Regions from separate parts of the Zea mays genome. Here region 1 is linked to region 2. The links are chromatin contacts, called in public Hi-C maps. All regions are on one chromosome and are shown on one strand. Each heading gives the region's core, a stretch centred on a gene start, on an enhancer-like site or on the middle of the called end of the contact. The rest is flanking DNA. Distances are from core to core; before and after follow the strand shown. Region 1 holds the start of LOC100283502 (nodulin-like protein). Region 2 holds the start of LOC100273084 (lysine ketoglutarate reductase trans-splicing 1).

The links. A called contact is a pair of places that touch in the nucleus more often than the background predicts.
Region 1: a Hi-C map of ear shows a contact between it and region 2, with 4 times the contacts expected there. The contact joins the promoter of LOC100283502 here to the promoter of LOC100273084 in region 2. A contact is called at or near these places in 2 of 25 Hi-C or Micro-C datasets (ear and tassel).

The regions. Positions count from the first base shown.
Region 1 is chr6:48,305,560-48,312,265 of Zm-B73-REFERENCE-NAM-5.0, forward strand. LOC100283502 (nodulin-like protein) reads left to right here and starts at 3,367. Exons shown (of 5, transcript NM_001375357.1): 1 at 3,367-3,669; 2 at 3,831-3,893; 3 at 4,034-4,150; 4 at 4,241-4,661; 5 at 4,785-5,323. The coding sequence starts at 3,491. The coding sequence ends at 5,138.
Region 2 is chr6:47,748,640-47,755,695 of Zm-B73-REFERENCE-NAM-5.0, forward strand. LOC100273084 (lysine ketoglutarate reductase trans-splicing 1) reads right to left here and starts at 2,324. Exons shown (of 15, transcript NM_001147533.1): 1 at 2,150-2,324; 2 at 1,534-1,676; 3 at 1,329-1,437; 4 at 1,104-1,247; 5 at 811-915; 6 at 368-451; 7 at 111-226; 8 at 1-13. The coding sequence starts at 1,562.

The sequences.
Region 1 (6,706 bases), core at 2,117-4,616, 560 kb after region 2:
TAACTAGCAACCTATCAATTAAAACCATCATAACAAAAAAAAAGAAAAAATAGGGAATCCAATTGACAAGTCATGTCATTAGTGAGCAGGGTGTTTACATGCAATATCTGTCAATTAAAACCATCATAACAAAGAAATAAATGAAAAAAAGACAGGGAATCCAATTGACGAGTCATGTGTCATGTCATTTGCGAAGATATGCATGCATGGACCAAATAAAGATGTCTATGGCCGGAGAGATGATAAAAGAAAGAACTGATAGACGGCCGAAGCGATGGATCGAATATAAATGTCTGAATGCGTGCCTAGTAGCAATGATCTGAAAAGATAGAATGCATCAGTTCATGTTGGTGCGCTCTGTCGCCTAGCCCCTGACGATGCTAGCCTATATACATTATTATATTGTTGCCTAAGATAGATCGTGCTTTTCTCATGGAACTAATTCTCAAGCATATAATAATGTACATTTTCATACTAACAAAAGGTCACAGGCAGAGGATGCTTCTTCCTCCAACAAACAAAGGCCTAGAGAAACTCTTTATTATTGCATTGTCTTGTCATGATTTACACATGCACATATATAAATAAATTAAATGTAAAGATCTCCTACGTGGGGGCACAGAAACAAGATATCATGGACCATCCTCCTCACATAAGAAAAGGGATGTCATGAATCAGCTAGAGAAAAAGAATATCTTCTCGTCAGCAAGCAGGGGGGCCCTTGTAGGATGATTCGTTTGCCGCTTCTATATTATAAATATGAATATATGATTCATTGTGGCGCATCGTATGCAGACGGTGCACTAATGTCGTCATTCACATGACCACTGTGGTGGGGCACTAACAAATAATATAGAGCTGGCCTGGACTTATGCTGGCCCATTGAATAGCTTTTTTGTTGGTTCAAAATCTGTGTTATTAGTTAAAACTATAGGGATGACAGTAACACCCATGGATGTGGGCGGTGCCCATGGGTTTTACACCTATTGGGTGTAGGTTTAGGTGTCAAATTTCAACCATGGGTCTACACCCGATCGATCGATTGGCAAAATGATGGGTTAGGGCTAGGTGTGAATTTACACCGATGAGTGTCCAATGAACTTTAGAAGACTAACTTTGAGTCCTTATTTACCTATAATTTTGATCCAACCTAATAAAACTCTAGGTCATCTACTCATCTTCACTTCTTTAACAGGTCAATTGATATTGCATTATATATTATATGCTTCTAAATAATTATATGTGGTGTGATTTTAAAGAATTATATGTGTTTCTCTTGCTTTTTGTAGTGCTTTTGTTTAATTATTTACAATTGTTGTCACCCAACGAGTGTCCAACACCCAGCGAGTACCCAACGGGTGTGGGTGTAAAAAACCATCTATTAGGTATTATGAGTGCGGGTGTGGCTTAACCAACATAGAAAAGACATAATATATGTATAGGATGTAATCATCGGGTGCATGACCACTTTCAGATGATTTTCATGAAACTATGAGCATGGCAAGTACATGCTACCCTTGAGCTAGCTCGTAAAGGAGCCACACAAAGTAAGGAGGTTCCATCGATGGTACATGGAAGCGGCAAAAGCGGACCTACACTCCTTCATTGTAAAAGTTTTGGTGGACTCATTCAAGATGGACAATGATTGCCAAATCCTTGTAGATTTCCATGACATGCATAGGATGCTGCACGTAAGGACCTCGACCTTGTTCAAGTCACTTTGCCATGTAAGTTAATTATGAGTATCACTCAATTGTATCATTATAGGTACTTTAGGAAACAAGGTATGTCCAAAATGAGGTGGTATATCATGAGTTTATCCCAAATTTGGTAGAATGGTCACATTTCTCATGTTAGTACTAATTAACTAACTATGAGGAATAAGGTGGTGATGGATCAATCATTCTATTCCACAAACCAAACAAAAAAAGAAGTAAGAAGACGATGGACTACCTTATTTCTCAAACCAAACACCTTAATATATAGCTACTTGAATCACCCTTTTATACTTTAAGATTTAGAACTTGTATTGTTTAAATGTTGCGACTCGGGCACCATGGGCACTAGACTACATTTCTAATCTATCCTCAGTGTGGACATGTCATTATATTGAAATCTTTGGATACTCCAAAAGAAATCCAAAAGAAAGGTACGATAACTTCCATACAGCTCTTACAAGATGCACCTCGAGGATCTTGATCTCTTGATTTAAGACTAAAAAGAAGTACGACATCACAATAACTATCAGACACGTCTTCTCCGATATGTATGAAAAGTCGTATGTGGTATTATAATATATATATGCTCTCTATATATTTTAATTGATTGTGTATTATATATCATGCAGTGCCCCAAACAATCATCAGGGATAATATCATATAGGTACTACACTTGTGAGGACAAATTTAGCATTAGCTAAAAACAGCTAAAGGCTTATTCGTTTCACCCTTAACTCATATGGATTGTGTGGTATTGAGTCGGTTTAAATCCATAGCAAGTCAAAATCCAGTTCAATCTGTTTCAATACACTCAATTCATATGAAATTGGAATAATCGAACTAGACCTAAAGAGTGCACAAGACTAGTGGAAAATGGAACGAGCCAACCGTTGCAGACAAATATATATGGATCAAATAGCGGACTATAAAATATTACAAACCAAATACGCATATGACATGTGCAACTTCTTCGTGTTAACATAAATTAAGGAGATTTTTGGGCTCGGTTATAGGAGGAACACTCAAAGACCATCTAGCTAGTTCATCGCCAGCTATTACTTACTATATCAAAGTCAAGGTTGATGGGATTCTTAATTTGCCTTTCATTTATGGTATTGGCTATGTTAATTAAACTCGGTGTGTAAACTTTACAATAATAATTTTGGGCCCATGTCTTTTTTCTGCAAACTTCAAAAAAAATCCGTGTCAGAGAGACAGACAGATGGTAGATCTAGGAAGAAAGTAGAGTGGCTTATCGAAAAAGGTAAAGAAAGTGTAACAATAATGGGCAAGCAAAGCGCATTACCATACTCATCCCTCTTTGCACTAACAAATCCACGAGCTAGCTAATAACCGGATTATTCACATGTTTCTTAAGTGCAGCAGATATACCCAAAGTGCTAAGGCAAACGACCACATCAACTCTTTCCGAAGACACGAGGAGCTTGGATGGAGAGAGCTAGGAAGATGACTCTTGCCCAAACACACCAGAAAAAATTGTGATTCAGAGGAGGCCAACATGAAAAAAAAAGCTACACACACATACACACACACACTAGTCTAGCTAACTTTGGAACATCCAACCAGAGGAGGAGATCATGCAGCATCTTCATCTTTATATAAGGCTGCCCCCCTCCTCTCCTTTGCTATTCAGTGTAGCCAGCAGGTAGCTGCATCAGCTAGCTAGCTAGATAGACACTTAGACAGGCATAAAACCATCTCGGGCACTCGTTCCCTGCACAAGTGTAGGAGAGAGCTGAGGCCTGCTGGCCATGGACACCACCAGCAAGAAAGCCTACGGGGTTGCCGTCGTCATACAGCTCATCTACACCGGCATGTACGTCGTCTCCAAGGCGGCATTCGACCATGGCATGAGCACCTACGTGTTCATCTTCTACCGCCAGGCGGCCGCCACTGCGCTGTTGCTCCCCATAGCCATTGTGCTTGAAAGGTATAACAGCTCAACAGCCGACTCAACTTGACTAAGGATAAGCAGCAGCAGTCTACTCTGCATAATTAAAACTGCAAATTGCTTTTTTCCCCATGTGATGAATATATAATAGCTTGGTGAAATTGCTGATATCGATATATCTGTGATTGATTCGATCGCAGGAAGAATGCACCACCCATGTCATTCAGGCTGTTTTTGAAGCTGTTCTTCTATGCATTGCTTGGGTATGTAACTGACATTACATCCATCCAATCAGTGGTATCAGCAGCTTCCTGTTACTGAATACAACTACTGATGGTTAACACCATATTGTATACATATATGACATGTATGTATGTGGTGTCTCCTTTTGAACTTTTTGTAGCAACACATTGAGCATGAATCTGTACAACATAAGCCTCAAGTACACCTCTGCAACAGTGGCATCGGCAACGAGCAACTCTGTCCCTGTGGTCACCTTCTTCCTGGCAGTCCTGTTAAGGTATATACATAAAGCAGAAAAAGGAACTCATCATTAGCTAGCACACCTATGTCACTATTATGTTCATTCACATATATATTATGCATGCAGGCTGGAAGTGGTTCGGCTGAGAAGCCCGTCAGGCATGGCGAAGGCGGCGGGCGTGGCGCTGTGCCTGGCCGGGGTCCTGACCATCGCGCTGTACACTGGGCCGTCGATGAGCCCGGTGAACCACCACCGCGCCTTCGCGGCGCACCAGCAGCACCCCCATCCCCATGCCGATGGCGGCGGCGGCGGCAAGGGGACGTGGATCAAGGGCACGTTCCTGATGCTGCTGTCCAACACGACGTGGTCCCTCTGGATCGTGCTGCAGGCGTCGCTGCTCAAGGAGTACCCCAACAAGCTGCTGTCCACGCTGGTGCAGTGCGCGCTCAGCACCGCCCAGTCCTTCCTCCTCGCCGTCGCCGTCGAGCGGGACCCCGCCGCCTGGAAGCTGCAGCTCGACGTCGGCCTCCTCGCCGTCGCCTACTCCGTGAGTAGCTAGCTAAGCACTAGCAGCAGCAGTCGTATTAGACAGATGAATCGAAAGCAACGTACGACGATGAATTAATGTACTAACAATATATGCGTGCGTGCATATATGTGTGGTATGCAGGGTCTGGTGGTGACGGGCGTGTCGTTCTACCTGCAGGCGTGGTGCATCGAGAAGCGCGGGCCCGTGTTCCTGGCCATGTCCAACCCGCTGGGCCTGCTGCTCACCATCTTCTGCTCCTCCTTCTTCCTCGGCGAGATCGTGCGCCTGGGCAGCCTCCTCGGCAGCGGCCTCCTCGTCGGAGGGCTCTACAGCGTCCTCTGGGGCAAGAGCAAGGACCACCTCCACCAGGAGCATCAAGACGACGAAGAGAAGCAGCAGCAGCAGCCGAGCGCAGCAGGCGGAGACAACCAGAAGCAGCTCAAGGAGCAGTTCGCAATGGAGCCATCATCGCCACTGCGCCATCAGTCCGGATGATGAGGAATGGTCTACGCGTGTATGTGTGTGAGTAGGTTCTACGTACGTGCCTATGTCTTAATGTCTATGTGGTGGGTCTGGGCGTATCCAACTCCGATGCACATGGATGGTCTCTTGTTCGCCCGATGACGATCGTCCTCTCCTCTCTTCTGGACATGCATATTGCTTTTCTAATTGGGCCAAAATTGTAGCAGCTAGCTAGCCCACTGGCCGAGCACATAGCCCATCTGGGACGTATCGATGCCGCGTCGCTTGTATGTGCCGGTACATTATCACAATAGTCAAAAATTAATATAAAACAAATCTACGTGGTAAAAAATCACTATAACATTAATATTATATTAAGGTTGATATAAACATTTAATATTATTATAAATACACCGACTCAACAGCACAATCACAAAACAATAATATGTGATACATTATTTAAGTTTGTAAGTTGTTAGTTAGTTGGACTTGTAATACACGGATTTAATTGATAATAACCACATGGTTATAAAAGAAATTTGTTGTATTGTGCCATAGAAACTATTTTGCTGCGTATTGTATATCATAATTAGGTTGATAATACCATACTAAAAGAAAACGTGTTTGGTATAGGGAATTATCAAAAATGAGTTAGGAGTACATAATAAGTTAGGAGAGTGCATCAGGCTAGCAGGGCACACGTTGAAATCAATCTCGAAGCTCATGACTCATAGTCATATCGCTCAGCGGCCACTCTACCCAAAATGATCCAGACTCGTATCGCTCAACTCCAGTGCCAACAATATCGGAACATGGGACAGTCAGGTAAGGAACCAAACTACCGCTAGTTATTCGCCAACAAATTCCTGTATTTGTTATCAGAACCACCTGATCTAAGTAATTGACAGTGGTAAAAAAAGGATTAAGTGAAACGACAACGGCATGCAGAGAACTATTCAAAATCTATGCCCCAACTATAAAACGAAACAATGTGAATGCCAACCGTTTAATTTCACATCGAAAGCTCAATTACATCAACCGGCAGCGAGTTCCAAGAGTTGTACACATAAGATGACAACAGATCAGTTATTCAAATAGATAAGAACAACAGTTAAAGACCGGTGAGGCGACCACAGGATCAGAATGGGAGCCAATCAAATTTTGTTGTCAAACGCTGAAAATGAACACTTTATTTCAATTAAGATGAAGTAAGCACTCAAACCAAAAACACATTAGCGAACCAGTAATCTCATGATTATAAATTGTTTCTAAGACTTACACGAGACCAGCAAAACAAACAGATTGCAAATCGGACACCGAAAACTCCTAATCGGTCTAAAACCGTGTCACGAATAAGTGCTGATTTCAACAGCACGAAGTTCTGTTCTCGGATGCAAAACCGAACCAAACGAACTCCGATTGAGATGAAATCTTACACACACTTGGACAAATATGTTTCCAAGATCTTCATAAATTTTAAGCTCAATCGGAATTGTGAATCACCCGTAGATCTGAAAATACGAACATAATTGGGGTTTTTGTTGGGTTTTCTAGAACGAATTCAAAACGAGATTAGCTAAGATCACAACCACAAACTTTAC
Region 2 (7,056 bases), core at 1,074-3,573:
CTTGGCATACCACCTAGAGTTGTGTGCACAAACAAAAAAATTAGCACTAGATCATTTCAAATTAAGCAATTGAACTGCGAACAGTACACTAGAGCACAAATGAAACTCACCATTTAGTTTGTTTCCTGACACTAATATGGATAGCTCGCTGGGACCACTCAAATTCATCCCACTCACTCACCCGGCCATCATAGTGGAATAACAGAATAGCAAAATTGTCAGAAAACTGCAGCACCAACAACAAAACAATCAGGAAGCTGAGTTAAACAAAATGCCATAAATGGATCTGAAAATTTTCATTATCATGAAAACTGGGGGAAGGCATTATTTTCATTTTTGAGCTCGTTGACGCTGTTGTCAAAAGTACCTTCTTCACAGCTCTGTTTATATTTGCTTTCTGCTCAACTCCAACAGTAAAGGTAACAAGGTACTTTGGTTTGAAAGGCAGGTCCTGTATATTCAAGATCAAATATCAGCATAGAACATTGCAAGCAACAAAATGCAGAAACAGTGCAAAACTTTGATTTTCCAGTTTCGATTATCTGTGAATCCAATCAAGAAATAGAGAGCTTCAGATCAGTATATGCTTGTAGCACATGTCAAAAGAAGCACAAGACACAAAATCCAGAAATGTGAAGAAGACAAAGAAAGAACAAACGTGAGAAGGAGCATATGCTTAAAGCATGTGTCAAGAGAACTATAAAAAATCTAAAATTAGGTTTCCACTGTAGTTCTCAACATGTCCAGCTATAAATATATCAAACGCACTCGGAGAAGATTGGTGAGGTGATGGTGCATGAGAAAATATACCTCACTTGGGTCTCCCCATAACCTGCGCAAATGGAAGTCAGACTCTGATACAACGATACCTGGTGCTAGCCCCTCTGCACCCTTGGGGTTCGTTGGGACATAAATCTACAGATCATCAAAGAAAAAACTCATCAGACAAACTAAAATATATCAGGAAATAGCAAACACTCTATTCGCTATTTATAAGCATCTGATATTCAAGGAGAATATCACGTTAAATGGATACCGTTCAAATAGCCATAGTACTCCACAACTAAGTCAAGTCATGTGACAGAGTAATACAACTAACTAACCTTTAAGGTACTGTTTGAAGTCGGTTCGGTACCATTTCCCCTTGCGTTTCTGGCAGAAGTCCAAGCATGATTGAGTATAGCTTGGGTCGTGAGTCCAGCGTCTTTGTCTTCAATGTACGAAATAAAGCTATCTGGAAAGTGAAGCTGGCGTATTCGAAACAGACATAAGTAACTGCTCAATTAGTTGAGGTATTGCTGTTACGTGGAGGTTACTATCATTAATACCTTTGTTATGCTGACCGAAGGGAATGAAATCCCAATGAAAAAGCCAAGGACTGCTCCAATAACCGTTACCATAACAAGCCTCATGCTTCCGTTTGGGAATCTAAGCATACTATGAACGTCAACAAGAGCAGAAGATATTAGCATGCAACGCTAGCCGTCCAGAAGCCAACAGCTCGAGTGGAGACAAGCATGTAGGTTTACAAACCTGCGAGCAATAGATGCGAGCTTCGCCATGCTCTAGTACAAGGATGCAGCTAGAGGAGCAATACAGCTGCGAGCGACAAATGCTAAGCATCATATGTGGAGATCATAATGGCGGCGGCTTTGTTATGCAGACAGGAAGGAAGCCTGGAGAAAACACAGACATTGACAATCCATCGTCAGAAGGCCTCCAATCGAAATATGGTTTTCATCTCCTTTTGAATTTGCATAGCATTACAAAGCTACTAACAAGCAACCACAATGGTTGGGCTGCGTCCAAAAGTATGAGCAATGCCCCCAAGTATGCGGTTTCTACTCGCTTTGCTGCTAAGAAGTGGGGCGCACAAACAGTGCAGCACCACAAGATTCTGTGCGTGTAGGACGAACTTGTGCAGGCCAAGTATACGGAATTACTAACAAGTTTTTTGTTGTTGTTACTTTCTCGTACGAGGAGTAAAAAAAGAAATAAAGTAATACTCGGAAAGAAGAGATCTTGTTTGGACTTCTCGGCCGGCGGCAGCATTATTGTAGTACAAGTGGGGTATCTAGTACGGCGAATCGGACGAAATCGAAACCGAGGGCGGAAGGAAAGAGGCGCGGGTTTTGGCAGGAAAGCGAACCTGGCGTCCGTCCGCGCCGGCCGGCGGACGGAGCTGAATAATACCGCAGCGCCGGTGCTGGTATGTTCCGGTTGCGACGGAGGGGGAGCGGGCCGAGCGATGAGCCACCAGCCGTGCCCCCTGCCCGTGGGTACGGCGGCGGCGTGGGAAGAGGAGGGGGCGAGGAGCGGAGCGCGTGGGCAGGCAGGCGGGGGCAGGGGAGGCAGGCGCGCGCGTTTATATGCGTGAGGCGGAGGGTGGGGGAGGGCGGAAGTCGTGCGCTGCGCCTGCGCGGCGCGGCAATGTCAGTTGGAAACTTGGAAGGGATGGGTGGATGGCTGGCTGGATCGATCGATCGATCGATCAATCAAGCCGGAGGAGAGGAGAGGAGCTAGGCCAGGCCAGGAAGGCAGGAAGCCAAACCAAGGGAAAGTTGGAGACGACAGGGAGAAAGGAGAGGGACGCCACCCAACGAACCAACCGCAGCAACTTGCGCCCTCGACGGGGCCGTCCTCCCGCCGTCGGATCCTGGACCACGCGTATTCTTCCTGACCTACCTATTGGTACTACATGGGCCTAGACAGCTCGGTCGGTCGTCCATCCCTGGACTTTGGGATGTCCATGTGTTTGTGTTGTTTGTTGCCAACGTTCCAAACGTTTTTTCAGTTTATTTAGCTCCTTTCTCGTTGACAGTTCCTTCTCAAAAACCAAAATTAGGCTAAGTTGAGATCAAAAAGTATAAGTTTATCTTGGCAGCAAATCGATTCGGCGTCAACATGACTATTTATGCACCCTTTTGTTTTCTTCTGACCGATGCTTGAAAAAACATAATGCTCCGTTTAGACGTTAATATTGGAAGGTACGAATTGATTTTGGTATCAAATTAGACATGATATTGAAATGAGATGTAATCCCAATTCTATTGTTTGGATGTCAATATATTAGATTCTAGTATAGATGAGCATGCAGCCCGAGGCCCGGTTGTCCGGCACGAGGTCTATTTTTTTGGCCCAGCCCAAACATGGCACGACCCGGCTGGGTTTGTACCCTGGCCAATAAATCAGGTCGTGCCTAGGCTACCGGCAGTGCCCACCAGGCAGCACGGTCGGCCCGCCAGAAAACGGCACGCACGGGGCCGGCCCGGTGTCGGGGTGCGAGGGGTAAGGCCCGACCGCCCACACGACATCCGCCCTCCCTCCTCATCTCATCCAAGTGTCCCACTCCCACACAACATCTCCTCTCCCCACTCGAATTGCTTGTCCCGTCGTCTGCGGTCCGCCCGCCGCACGGTCACCGCCTCGCCGTCACCACTACCAGATCTCCGTCACCGGCGACATCGGTGGGTCTCCTACTCTCCTTCCGTGCGGCTCGCCCCACTCCGGCTTTCCCTTGGTCCCTCCCCAATCTAGAAATCCCTAACCCTAATCTTGTCGTCGTTGGTTGTCGGCTCGTCGCGTGTCGTCGTGCCCTAGACCCTCGTCTCTGACTCCGGGCTCCGGCTTGGTAGGTACATTCCTCTCTGACTCTCCCTCCCCAATCGGTAATCCCTAACCCTAACCCTAATCTCCTCTTCGCTGCTTGGTTGTGGGCTTTGGTAGGTTGCGGGCTGACTACATCGTGGTCGTGCTGGTGCCGACAAGGCCGTTGAGGTACGGTACCAAGAAGGGCGCATGGATGACGACGACGACCGGTACCGTAGAACTATCAATGACGAGCTTGTTGAGTTAGGACAACTTCCCGATGACGTCGACGACATGGGAGATGCTATTGTTGCCTTTATTCGGTGTTAGTAGCAGTCATACTGCCATCGACCTAGAGGGGACACCTGCCAAGCCAGTTAGTGATGCTGCTGGCTCTAATGTATTTGATTCTTTGACTTCTTCAAGCACTGGTAAGCGTCGATTTGCTGTTTGGGATGACTTCACTAAAGTCACAGAAAATTGTAATGGTAAGAAGGTGCGCATTGCTGATATTTGCAAATTTTGCAAGGCTCAGTTGAGTGCTAATTCTAATGTTGGCACTTGACACTTGCTTAGGCACCAGAAATCATGTAAAAAGAAGGTTGATCATGCTGCTATGGTTCAAACTAGACTAGCTTTGAACCCTGATGGGTCTTTTAGAAAATGGGAATATGATCCTCAGGTTGCTAGAACTGAGCTTCTTCGTAGTTTGATTACTAGACTTGATCTTCCTTTAGGGATAGCTGACACAGATGCTTGGGATGATTACATTCAGCGTGCTCACAACCCTAGATATGTTAGAGTATATAGGTTTACAACTGTTAGAGACTTGGTTAAGCTATACAATGAAAAATTAAAGAACTTAAAATATGCCATCTTTCCTGTTGTCTTCTGTTTGCTTGACTTCTAATATATGGTCTGGTAATGCCAAGGAAGATTACATTACTGTTTTTACTCATTTTGTTAATGCTGATTGGGAAATAAAGAAGTCTTTGATAGACTTTAAATTGATCCAAGTGTCTCATAATGGTGTTAACATTGTTGAACGCATTACTTGTGTGATTCAAGACTTTGGCATGACTGATAAAGTGTTCTCTGTTACCTTAGATAATGCTTCTTCTAATTCAACTGCCATGCTTACAATGTCACCTATGCTTGCTGGTTATTTGGGTGTTGATGTTGATCCAACAGATCCTAGTAACAAAACTTATAGTGTGCTTCATCAGCGTTGTGCATGTCACATTATTAACTTGATTGTGAAATGTGACTTGAAAAGGCCTAAGGATTATTTAGATGTGTTTATGACCGTTATTAATTTCTTAAACTCTTCTAACTAGAGAATTGGTTCAATTTTAGTAATTACTGCAAAGCAAAAGGTTGTATACCTAGAAATTTTGGTTTAGACATGAATGTTAGATGGAACTCAACATATCTTATGCTAAAGCATCTTTTGCCATATAAGTTTGTGTTTTCTGTGTTCATTAATACACACTATGGCTATGCTCTACTGAATGAACAACATTGGTATGTAGCTGAAAAGGTTTTGGAGTTCCTTGAGCTGTTTTATGACAACTGTTGTCTTGTCTGGTGTTTATTACCCCACCAGTTCTTTGGTAATCCATCACATACTTGAATTTGCTAGCCATCTGCATGAACATGAACATGATACTAATCTAAGTGTTGTTGTTGTTCCAACGAAAACTAAATTCATGAAGTACTGGAAGTCTATACCAATGTTATATTCCTCTGCATTTGTTCTAGACCCCAATGCTAAAATGAGGGGTTTGTATAATGTTCTTGAACTGCTTTCTTAGTCTAACAATTATAATTATCGTACTTATTTTGCTGATGTTAAGACTGAGTTGTATAAGCTATATGCCAACTATGAACCTAAGTTTGGTCCTGCTAGGCCATCCAAAACCACATATCAATCAGATATGATAGGTAAGAGAAAACATGCATGGGGTAAAGTTTTTGGAGGAACATGTGCTTCTAGATCCTTAACTGCATCAGGTTCTTCAGGTAGTAGTGGACCTGGTGCAGGTCTTTGTGAGCTAATTGTTTACCTTGACCGTGACAATGTGGCTGCCTATGAGGATGATTTTGATATTTCAAATTGGTGGCATGAGCATAAACTAACCTATCCAATTCTTTCAATTATGGATAGAGATATTATGTCTGTTCCTGCCTCAACTACTTCTTTGGAGTCTACTTTTAGTTTGTCTGGCAGGATTCTTGAGGATCGGCGATGGTGCTTGAACGCAGGGACAATGGAGATATTAGTGTGCATCAAAGATTGGGAGCTAGGCCAACAACGGGCACAACATGCTGTGGTGGACAATGAGTTAGAAGAGTCCTTCAAGGAGATATGGCTGGATAAAGAAGGATTAGAAGGTGTTGCTGCTGCTTCCTGAGTTTGTATTGATCTTGGGAGGCTATGACTGTGAAGTGTAAAGTGTTTCTGAATTATGATATGATATGACACTTTGGCTTGTAATAAACTAAGCTGGCCATACTCTTTTTTCCTTTCTAGGGTTTCTCATGGAGTGTGAGTTTTACCTAGAAAGTTTTTAATGAGGCAGCATTGCACTAACAACTCAAAATTTGTGTATATTTTGTTCAAACTGTGTTGAATGTTGAAACTATGCATGTGAATTTGAGTTTGATCTTTGTTTTCAAGGTAAACTATGTTATATTGTAAATGTGTGATGTGTTTTCTATTATCGGGTTTTGGGCTGGCCCGACACACTTTTGGGCCAAGGCTTTTTGGGCTGGCATGACCCAAAAAACAGTCTGAAGGGTTGTGCCTGGGCCCCCACCAGTCACGCAGGACTGTGCAGGCCCGACCCTATAGGCCCGTGGGCCTGGCCATGTCGTGCCGGGCATAGGCCCAGGTCGTGCCACGCTGGGCGACCCATTTGCTTATCTATAGAGTTTAGAATCGTGTGACCTAATTCCATGCAATACACAAGAGTGATGTTCTATATTAGGGGAGAGAGCTTTCAGTTTTACTCCAAGACAAGAAAATTGGGTTTTAGATTCCAAATCTCAAATCCACCAAACAACATAATTTAGTAAAGTTGATTTCAATTCTCCATTCTATGTATCAATATCTACATCTAAACGAGGTATGAGCTATTTATTGTGTGATAAGGACAACATGAACGGCATGCCCTTGTTCTCTAAAGTTCGAACAATGTCGCTCTACTCAGTATTGTTTGGGTCAAACTTAAGAGCAGTTGCCACTGATTTTAACTTTGCCATAACGACATCATTGTCGGCTCTTTTCTCCTTAGGGCATGTTTGGGAGCAAGAATACCAAAGGGGATTGGAGGGGCTAAAATCCCCTTCTATTCAAAATTGAATAGTAAGTGAATTTTAGCCCCTTCAATCTTCTTCGGTATCGTTGCACCCAAACAAGCCCTTAGGGCATGTATAACCCTTACTTCTTGGATTATTTTTCAAGTA